Regions from separate parts of the Mus musculus genome. Here all the other regions are linked to region 2. The links are chromatin contacts, called in public Hi-C and HiChIP or PLAC-seq maps. All regions are on one chromosome and are shown on one strand. Each heading gives the region's core, a stretch centred on a gene start, on an enhancer-like site or on the middle of the called end of the contact. The rest is flanking DNA. Distances are from core to core; before and after follow the strand shown. Region 1 overlaps Cd101 (CD101 antigen). Region 2 has its middle 3.8 kb from the start of Gm32803. Region 3 holds the start of Atp1a1 (ATPase, Na+/K+ transporting, alpha 1 polypeptide).

What was found. A called contact is a pair of places that touch in the nucleus more often than the background predicts. HiChIP or PLAC-seq counts read pairs in DNA pulled down with a chosen protein or histone mark.
Region 1: an H3K4me3 HiChIP or PLAC-seq map of the SCID.adh cell line shows a contact between it and region 2, with 13 read pairs. The contact joins two enhancer-like sites. A contact is called at or near these places in 1 of 39 promoter capture datasets (hematopoietic stem and progenitor cells), 4 of 15 datasets of contacts at CTCF or cohesin (CD8 T cells, the NIH/3T3 cell line, embryonic stem cells and 1 more), 30 of 484 Hi-C or Micro-C datasets (the 3T3-L1 cell line, 3T3-L1-derived adipocytes, the C10 cell line and 17 more), 19 of 115 datasets of contacts at active chromatin or transcription factors (CD8 T cells, the SCID.adh cell line, a beta-TC-6 cell line and 12 more) and 4 of 9 other capture datasets (adipose tissue, embryonic trunk, liver and 1 more).
Region 3: a Hi-C map of the N1E-115 cell line shows a contact between it and region 2, with 5 times the contacts expected there. The contact joins the promoter of Atp1a1 here to the enhancer-like site in region 2. A contact is called at or near these places in 2 of 39 promoter capture datasets (hippocampal neurons and pre-B cells), 10 of 484 Hi-C or Micro-C datasets (the G1E-ER4 cell line, the N1E-115 cell line, cerebellar granule neurons and 7 more), 2 of 115 datasets of contacts at active chromatin or transcription factors (the SCID.adh cell line and microglia) and 1 of 9 other capture datasets (embryonic stem cells).

Annotation. Positions count from the first base shown.
Region 1 is chr3:100,997,843-101,000,542 of GRCm38.p6, forward strand. All of the region lies in intron 8 of Cd101 (CD101 antigen), which reads right to left. Among named protein-coding and RNA genes, the nearest start is that of Ttf2, 30 kb to the left of the region's middle. Within about 2 kb of position 1,354, at least 59 of the 459 cell types and tissues checked have an H3K27ac peak or open chromatin away from gene starts, as enhancers often do. A contact at or near this core is called in CD8 T cells, the SCID.adh cell line, adipose tissue and 2 more, where this site is marked.
Region 2 is chr3:101,299,050-101,301,749 of GRCm38.p6, forward strand. No RefSeq gene overlaps it. Among named protein-coding and RNA genes, the nearest start is that of Gm32803, 3.8 kb to the left of the region's middle. Within about 2 kb of position 1,437, at least 80 of the 459 cell types and tissues checked have an H3K27ac peak or open chromatin away from gene starts, as enhancers often do. A contact at or near this core is called in CD8 T cells, the N1E-115 cell line, the SCID.adh cell line and 7 more, where this site is marked.
Region 3 is chr3:101,603,388-101,606,087 of GRCm38.p6, forward strand. It overlaps Atp1a1 (ATPase, Na+/K+ transporting, alpha 1 polypeptide), which reads right to left and starts at 1,320. Exons shown (of 23, transcript NM_144900.2): 1 at 1,016-1,320. The coding sequence starts at 1,027.

The sequences.
Region 1 (2,700 bases), core at 104-2,603, 300 kb before region 2:
GCCAAGTGTGAGCCACTGTCAGCTCTGGTGCTTCTAAATGACCTCTCAGGGGAGGGCACTGGTTGCTCCGGATCCTGCGGTGCCCATTTCCCACCATCTGCCTCTCACCCAGATTTGGAAGAGAGCTGGTGACACACGAAACCATTACAGTTTGGCATTTTGAATCAATCCGACTAAGTGCCCCAGACTCAAAGAACAAGGCCTGCAGAATGGAGCCAAAGACGTAATGAACTCACTTCGTCTTGAGCAATCGTTTAGAAGTTGCTTCCTTCTGCCCATGTCCAGGCACACCAGGAAGAGCTTTGCTTTTGGACATTTCTGAGGAAATGCTGACTTGAGAGAGAGAGAGAGAGAGAGAGAGAGAGAGAGAGAGAGAGAGAGAGAGGTGTTTTCAGCCTCTCTCTACCTCCATTCAGAACTTGGGCCATATGAGGTCACTTGAGAGATCTGGCTCCTGCCAAGAACTAAAAGTGGGGTTTGGATCTCTGCAGCAAGTGTAGGCGGCCCCTGACAGCTTCCTGTTTTAACCTAATTGAAGGAGTGCTTGTTCATTCTCTCAAGTGTTAGCTCAGTGCCTCGTGCCAGACCTTGTTGAGTATGCCGAGGAGAAGAAACAAATGGCCTCTCTAGAAACTCCAGTGTGGGAGGAATGCATGCCTCCTTTAAGAATCCATTCCTTAATAAATTCTTATCTAAATAAAAACAGAGATACAGTGGTCTGGCCTACCACTGCATCAAGACAATTTTTCAGAACACAACATTTAGGTAAGGCGTTTGTCTGGCATGCATGCACAAAAATCTGGGTCTGAACCCTCGTGTTGTCTATGTGTGCTGTGTATATATGTGTATATATGTATGCTGTGATAGGGCAGATGTGTAATCCTAGCACTGAGGAGGTAGAGGCAGAAAGATCACAAGTTCACGATTATCCTACATAGCATGTGTTCAAACAGCCTGGGAGCATGAAACCTTAACTCAGAAAAAAAACAAACAAAAAAAAAAAAAAAAAAAAAACCAGGCAACACATTTGTACTTAGGATCTGAGGTGAGACAAAAAGGCTCAGCCTTATAGCACTCACCTTAGAGAGTCACTGTAAAGAGACAGTTGGGGGTGGGGGGAGGGAGGAACTAGGTCCAGGATATGTCTGCTCTGCCTCCACTCAAGCCACGTGATCCATGGCTCTTTCGTGGAGTTCTAAAGCTAACCCCATCTGGTGTGGCCAAATAGGGGAGGTGGTGAAGTGAGGAGCCGTTATAAGCTGTCTTTGATTTGGAGTCTACCAACATGCAGAGCTGGCAGTCAGCAGGAGTCAACTGAGTCAACGCCAGCAAACATCTGTGCCTGTCTTGGGTGCCCCCTAGTGGTGATCTGTATGGTACAGGTAGCTGCAGGGTGATGACGGAGAACCACAAGGGCTCAGATGCAGACCAGGAAGGATATTAGGAGGAGATGCTGGGCCGCTGTCAGGACTGCATCTCCATCCAACCCTGCTGCCTCTTCCTCTGTGTACTGTAAACATGCCCCCGAGCCTACCGACTTGAACCTCAAGCAGGACAAATAATTAAACCTCATGTATCAATGTTCCCTGCCATTTCTTCTGGTTTTCTCTCCTGACCTTTACAGCTCTTGAGAAATTACCTTACACCTAGCCTGTCAGCTTCCTCACTCTTCAGCCTCCTCAGGCTGACTTTCATATAGCTTTTCTGCCTTTACCATGTTAGATCCAGTGAAGATGTTCCCATTCTCTCTGTCGCTGTCTCTCTGTCTGTCTCTGTCTCTGTCTCTGTCTCTGTCTCTGTCTCTCTCTCTCTCTCTCTCTCTCTCTCTCTCTCTCTCTCTTTCTCCCTCTCTCTTTCTCTCTCTCTCTCTCTCTCTCTCTCTCTCTCTCTGTGTGTGCCTCTGCCTTGTCCTCTTGAGTCAGGGTCTCTCCTGTAGCTCATGTTACTTTTTGCCTAGGCTGGCAACCAGCAAACCCCAGAGAGCTTTCCTACTTTGTCACCAATAGAATCACACGTGCATATGAGGTCATGCCTGGCTTGTTGCAGGGGTCCTAGGACCTGAACTCTAGTTACCATGGTTACACAGCTGTTTTTTTTTTTAAGCCCTGAGGCATCTCCCATTCTTATCTTAAGCAGCCTATTGTACTTTTCCCTCTCTTGAGTTTCTCTCACCTCCTGATACCCACTGATACCTGATACCCACTGATGCCTGGCACTTTACCTCGGGGGTCCTCCCCTGAGCATCATTACTGGCCATACATTGATATCTCCTAGTGTACAAGTTAGGTGTGGGTCACCCTTGGAATTCCCACTATTTCCCAGATAAACGCTTCTTAGAAACTCTTTTTGAGTTGCGGTCCAGCTCAACTTGCACATATCAGAAAAATCTCCCGCTCTAAGCCTGGGTTTGGTTTTGCTTGGTAAACGGTCTCGTGATCCACCCAAGCCCCAATACTGATTTGCCTCTTCTGCTCACTCACTGACCACAGATGTCTAGCTAGCTAGCAACCTCCAAACACTTGACTGTTCACTCGTCCCTCCTTCTCACTAGCACCGCCCGAGCTCAGGCCTCCATCTCCCCTCATCTTGGCTACAGTTTCATGTAGCTCACCCTGCTCTGTCAGCCTCCCTTCACCTCAGCTTCACTGCTCCACTCAATGGGAACCTTCTAAATGTGACTCTGAGGGTGTCGCCGCTGCA
Region 2 (2,700 bases), core at 187-2,686:
CACACAGGGTAGGTGGGGGTTGTTTTAAATGCACATGTGCAAGCCAGAGAACTCTTAGGAATCCATCCTCCGGAAAGCCATCTACCTACTTTAAAACAAAGTCTCTACGTTACCCGGAGCTCCTTAAGTAAGTTAGTCTGCTGGCCAGCCAGACTCAGGCCTCCCCTCCCCTCCCTGGAGCAGGACATTAAGTGCACATTAACAACCAGTGTTTCCACCCAGGTTCTGAGGACCAAACTCAGGTCTTTATACTTACAGGGCAAGAGTTTTACCAAACGAGCCGCCCTGCCCCTGTCATTCCACCATTTGAGTTGCGCTTTCCCATCTGTTTTCTCTCGTCTACCCATTACACACCCGTTATCAGATAATGCAGGTGGCTTCTGTTCTCAGCTCTTTCAAAATCCTCTTAAGAAGGGAAAGCCAGGGAACCCCTGAGTCTCTCTGCACCCCTGGGAGCCCCACCTTGCATCCACCCTGTCTCTAGGAGGGCTCTAAGTTCTCCTTTCTGTGAAATTCCCCCAAGTCTTACAGAAATCCTGTAACGACAAGTGAATAAATTAGCAAACAAATAAGACAGCCTGGATAAAAGTCGGAGGATTCCACCACTCAATATAAAATAAGACCACAGAAATGAAGGCATACTGAGACCAAGGCTGAGTGCTGAGGTTTGTTTTTCTCTCAAGAGAGACCAGGCTGTTACCAATGGTTAAGGCATCGGAGCCAAGGGGCAAGGGACCATGACCTCTAGCTGAGCCTCAGCTCAGTACAGCAGATTTATGACTGTGGGCACAGACACAACCTTTTTCCCCATTACAAAGATGCATTCTGTGGGGTGGCTAAAAGTCCACAAAACCGTTTCATCGTTTATGGTTACGAAGCAGCATAAGCTACTCCTTAATAGATTATCCTGATTTCCCAAACAAACACCAGAAAAATGGGACTTAGGTCTATTGTAGATCCTAGTTTGGAATCAGTAGGGAGCCCCAATAGTATTTGACATTGTGACCTCATGTAGAAGCCACTTGTGCATCTCTGAGCCTCATCAAAAAGAACTAGCAATACAGAAAGTCCCCGGATAAGGGGTCCAATCCTAAAACTACCACCACCGAGAGCTGTCATCTGTCCCTCTCCATGGTCATGGGGCAGTATCCTGTGCCAGCTCCTGCCAAGTGTGTATTAGTAAGTTCTGAACTGTGTTAGCAGCTTCGTGGTTTTCTGTAGCCTTTTGCAGCCTAGAAAACAGTTTCCAGCAAGAAGCCCCTGCTGTTCGATCCATTACGTGTGAAAACAGATAAGCCTGCGCATGTCCGCTGGGGGCTGGCAAGGGGAGGGAACTTAAACAAGAGCTAATTTGGCCTGTGGGGACTAGCTGAGGAAGGGCAAGCTGCTCTGGCTGGGAGCGAGGGGCTGGCAGAGGAGTCTGCCGCATACCGTGGCCACTTAAGGCTGGAGCACATGAAGGTCTGTTGTCCGCGGTTTGAAGAACGTTCTGCAAAGGGCTGGTTTACAGAAGGGGAAATTTTGATCTCACAGCACAGATCCGGTTTCCTGAGAACCATCTGCTTGTTTTTCTCCTTCCCAAAGAGCCCACAATCTCTTGTGGGAAAAATTCAGAATGTTATTGGCTTTCCGAGGAGAGGGGATTGGAAATGCCAGATAAATAGAGACTGCAAGCGACAGGGTTTCATTGTGTTCCCCTCGGGCTGTTGGGGAGAGCCACATGGTGAAGCCGTGAGACTGTGGATAGAAATGCAGAAACAGAACTGTGGGCTGGGGACAAAGCAACAGGGGCTCTGCTGTTTAGCCAGACCACACTCACGTTCCCTGTCACGTGAGGGGCAGGCAGCATGGACCGCGTGTGTCTTGCAAAACTACATGAGGATCCAAGGAGAACAGGGATATATAAGAATCTTGGGACTCAGCCGGGCAGGTGCACTCGCGTCTGCTATGGAGATGTCACTTAAACCCAGCCAAAGCTAAGCTGTTCATCTGCCCACGTTTAAAGCAAATCTTAACTGAATTCTGTACTGGAATGCTTTTGTCTGCCTGTGGCAGGAACCCAGTTTAAAATGCCTCACTCAAACTAAGGACAAGAGCCTTTAATTCACCCAACCAATCAATTGATGGTGCTTTACTGAGAGCCTGCCTGGTGCCAGGAGGTGTTCTAGAAGTTTCTATATTCATTAGCAAAGAAGACGAGCCCACACGTTCTAAGGGTGCTGATGAGTGGGTATAGCCACACAGATGTAAATATGAGTCTGTCAGGTAATGGTAAGGTGTTCTAGAGAGACGAAGCAAAGCCAAGGGTTGGAGTGGCAAGAGGGTTCCATGTTAGGCAGACATGGTCTCAATGGCTCACCTGAAGCCTATGTGGCAAATGGGAGCCAGCCATACTGCCACTTGTGGGAGACCATGGCTGAGAGACAGAATGGCATGTGCAAAGGTCCTGAGGCAGGAGCTAAGAGGCCAGTGGGGATGGAGCGAGCTGACAGGATGCAGAATTAGGAGAGTTGCTCAGAGGGGAGCAGCCAGGTGCTGAGGATTGGGGTACTGCTCTTGCAGTGTCTTTAGGGTTCTGAGGAGAGTAGCTGTCTCCTGTGACTTCAGGTTTTCAAGCCTGACTTGGCAGAGGCAGAGAGACCCCTATGCAGGTTACTATGGGGTTTGAGTGGGAGGATTAGGAGGGTGAGGTCAGATGTA
Region 3 (2,700 bases), core at 70-2,569, 300 kb after region 2:
CCTCTGGCTCCATCCAGTATATACCCGGGTGCCTTAGGACCTGCAGTGTCTACAGCTTGTCTGCTTGGTCAGCCCTGAAAAGGGTGGAATGGACTCTCCCACCTGTATTCTCATGACTGGTGCTTTTTCAAGCTAGGAACTGATATTTTCAGGGTTATTTTTTTAAGTTTTTAATCTGCTACTTTGAGGTCAAGAACTAACTCTTCCGAGGTGGACAGCAGTAACCGAGGTGGGAACTCAGTGTTGTTCGTGCCCGATTCCCTCATTCTCTTCGGGAACCGCTCTCGGGTGAGACAGCAGTGCAGGAAACCCGCATGGCTTTTCTAACACCATCAACTGCCCAGTCTCCAGTCCTTTGTTAGATTGACAGTACCCTGCGGCCCTGAAGGGTCAGCCTGGCCCCATTTAAGAATTGTGCTCCGACATAAAACAACACACCCCTCCCCGTCGTTAAGACGATAACACCAGTTACCAAAGGCACATCCTGTTATGGACAGTGGCCCATTTTAAAGCTCTCAAAAGTATACCTTAAAGGCTATCTTTGGGCTGTGAAGTCACACCCTTTCTGGCACCAGCTTCGCTGGGCTGGTTCGGCCTAAGGGGAAGCCAGTTTTTTTCCTTTGGGGGAGGGCGGTCGCCTCTGCGGGGAGCTGGCCGAGCCCCAGCGCCTCCAGGAGAAGGGAGTCTCGACCCGGAGGCTGCCCTCGCCGGCGCCGGGCCGCGGCGAGGACCGCCACCGCGAGGGGGCCCTGTCGGAGCTCCCCGGGGGAAGGGGAGGAGCGCTCCTTCCCCTGGGCACGGTGGGAGGAGGGAGAAAGGAAGCGCAAGGCGCGCGGTGAAGGCGACCAGAGGGCTCAGGCAGGGCAGGCGCCCGGCTCAGAGATGCCGCCCCGGGTGCTCCTCCTCCCGGGCCGCTGCCCGCGCTCAGCACCCGCCCCTCCATTGCCGAGAGCCCGGTCTCTAAGCCGCTTCCTCCCGCGCCCCCGCCCGGGGCCCGGGCTCGCCAGACACTCACCCCCTTCCCCATGGTGGCGGCGCTGCGGGCCCCGCGCCGGGTCCTGTTGCTGGAGACTAGAAAGAGAAGAGAGCAGCTCCCGGCCGGGAGAGCGGAGCCGGGGGAGCCGAGAGGCGGGAACTAGGGCTGCCGCGGGAGGAAAGAGGGAGGACGGCCGGCGCCCCGGACCGAGGCCGCCGCTGCTGCCGCCGCTGCTGCCGCCGCTGCCACGTGTCCGCCTCCTCCCGCCGAGGCTCCGCGCCCCAGACCCAGCCGCAGCTCGAGCCCGTGCCTCCTCCTCACTTCCTAAAATATGCAACCTGCGTGATGGCTCCGCCCACGCGTGCACGTCACCGTTACCGGAGCAACCTGACACCGGCTCCAGCTAGCTCCGCCTCCGCCTCTAACCCCTCCCAGCCGGGCCCAGACCGCGCTAGCGACTGCCTGCCCTGGGCTCCCGGCAGGAGGGCGCCGGTGCCCAGGACGCGGGTGTCTGGGTCTCTCAAGGGCTACGGAGCGCTCCCGCCTGCAGAACACTGGGGACTTGAGTGAGCAGCCTGCGGAGTAGGGTGCGGAAGGTCCACAGTGGGTGCGGCGCAGTCGGGGCTAGTCTACTTGCTCAGCGTAGCTTTTCTGGGGTCTCGAGGGGCCGGGGTTGGACAGCAGCTGCACGACTCCGAGGGATTCCTCTCTGCAGAATCCAGGCCGGCATCCTTCGGCGGCGGCGGATGGTGCTTTCCCTTTGATTCCTTCGTCCTGGGGTCCTCTCACTCCACCACTAGAGAAATGCTTCAGGACATATACACACGCGCGCGTGCGCGCATCACTTACATTTCCCTTCCCTTATGACCCCCAAATGACTATATAAAAAAAAAAAGTCAGTAAGAAATTCATTCACAGCACTGTATGAATGAAATCTTGCAAAAGAGGAGGGGGGATTAAACTGTTTGTTGGAGAGTTTCTCCTTTTTATGGCAGAGAAACCTAAAACCCAAAAGAACACCCATCTTTAGTAAAAGAGGTGGCTCAAGCATTTTGAAGAACAGCATCCACAGCATCCGTGGTTACCTTGAGGGTCTCATCAGACTCACTTCCAGCCAGTCGCATCCCACTCTTGGCCTGGCAGAGTTGCAGGGCGGGGCTTCTAGTTTCAGTGGCTAAGCAGGCGCTGTGATGGCTGAAACTTAACATCAGAAACAACAAAGTATTTGTTGTTGTTCTTACCAATCTCAGGAAAGCAAGCAGTCTGGGAAAGCTTAGGATTCAGAAGAGAAACTCGATTTCCATCTCTGAAAATACCTAGAAGTAAGGAAAACACTAACTTCTTAGATATAGACCTATCAACTTCAAGTGTCAATGCTTTGTAGGATGTAGAGCTTGCAAAAAATAGGTGGGGGTGGGCAGAGGGTAAGGGAAGGAGAAACACCCAAACATCTAGGCACTGTGTTATCAGTTCCTCCATAGAGCAATTCTCAGTACTTCTTAGAAACAACGGTTGCTTATACAACTGTTGCTTATAGCAGAAGGCAGCCTTTATCTCTTCCAGTGATCTACAGAACTTGATTAAATCAGTTTGGGGCTTAGAGAGAAGAGGAAACTATAAGCAAAATTTAAAATCACGATTCTGGGGAAAGACCCTTCAAATCCAGAGTACCAGTACCAGCCCTGTTAGTTCAACTGGAGGTCACAGAGTGTTAGCTAGACTTA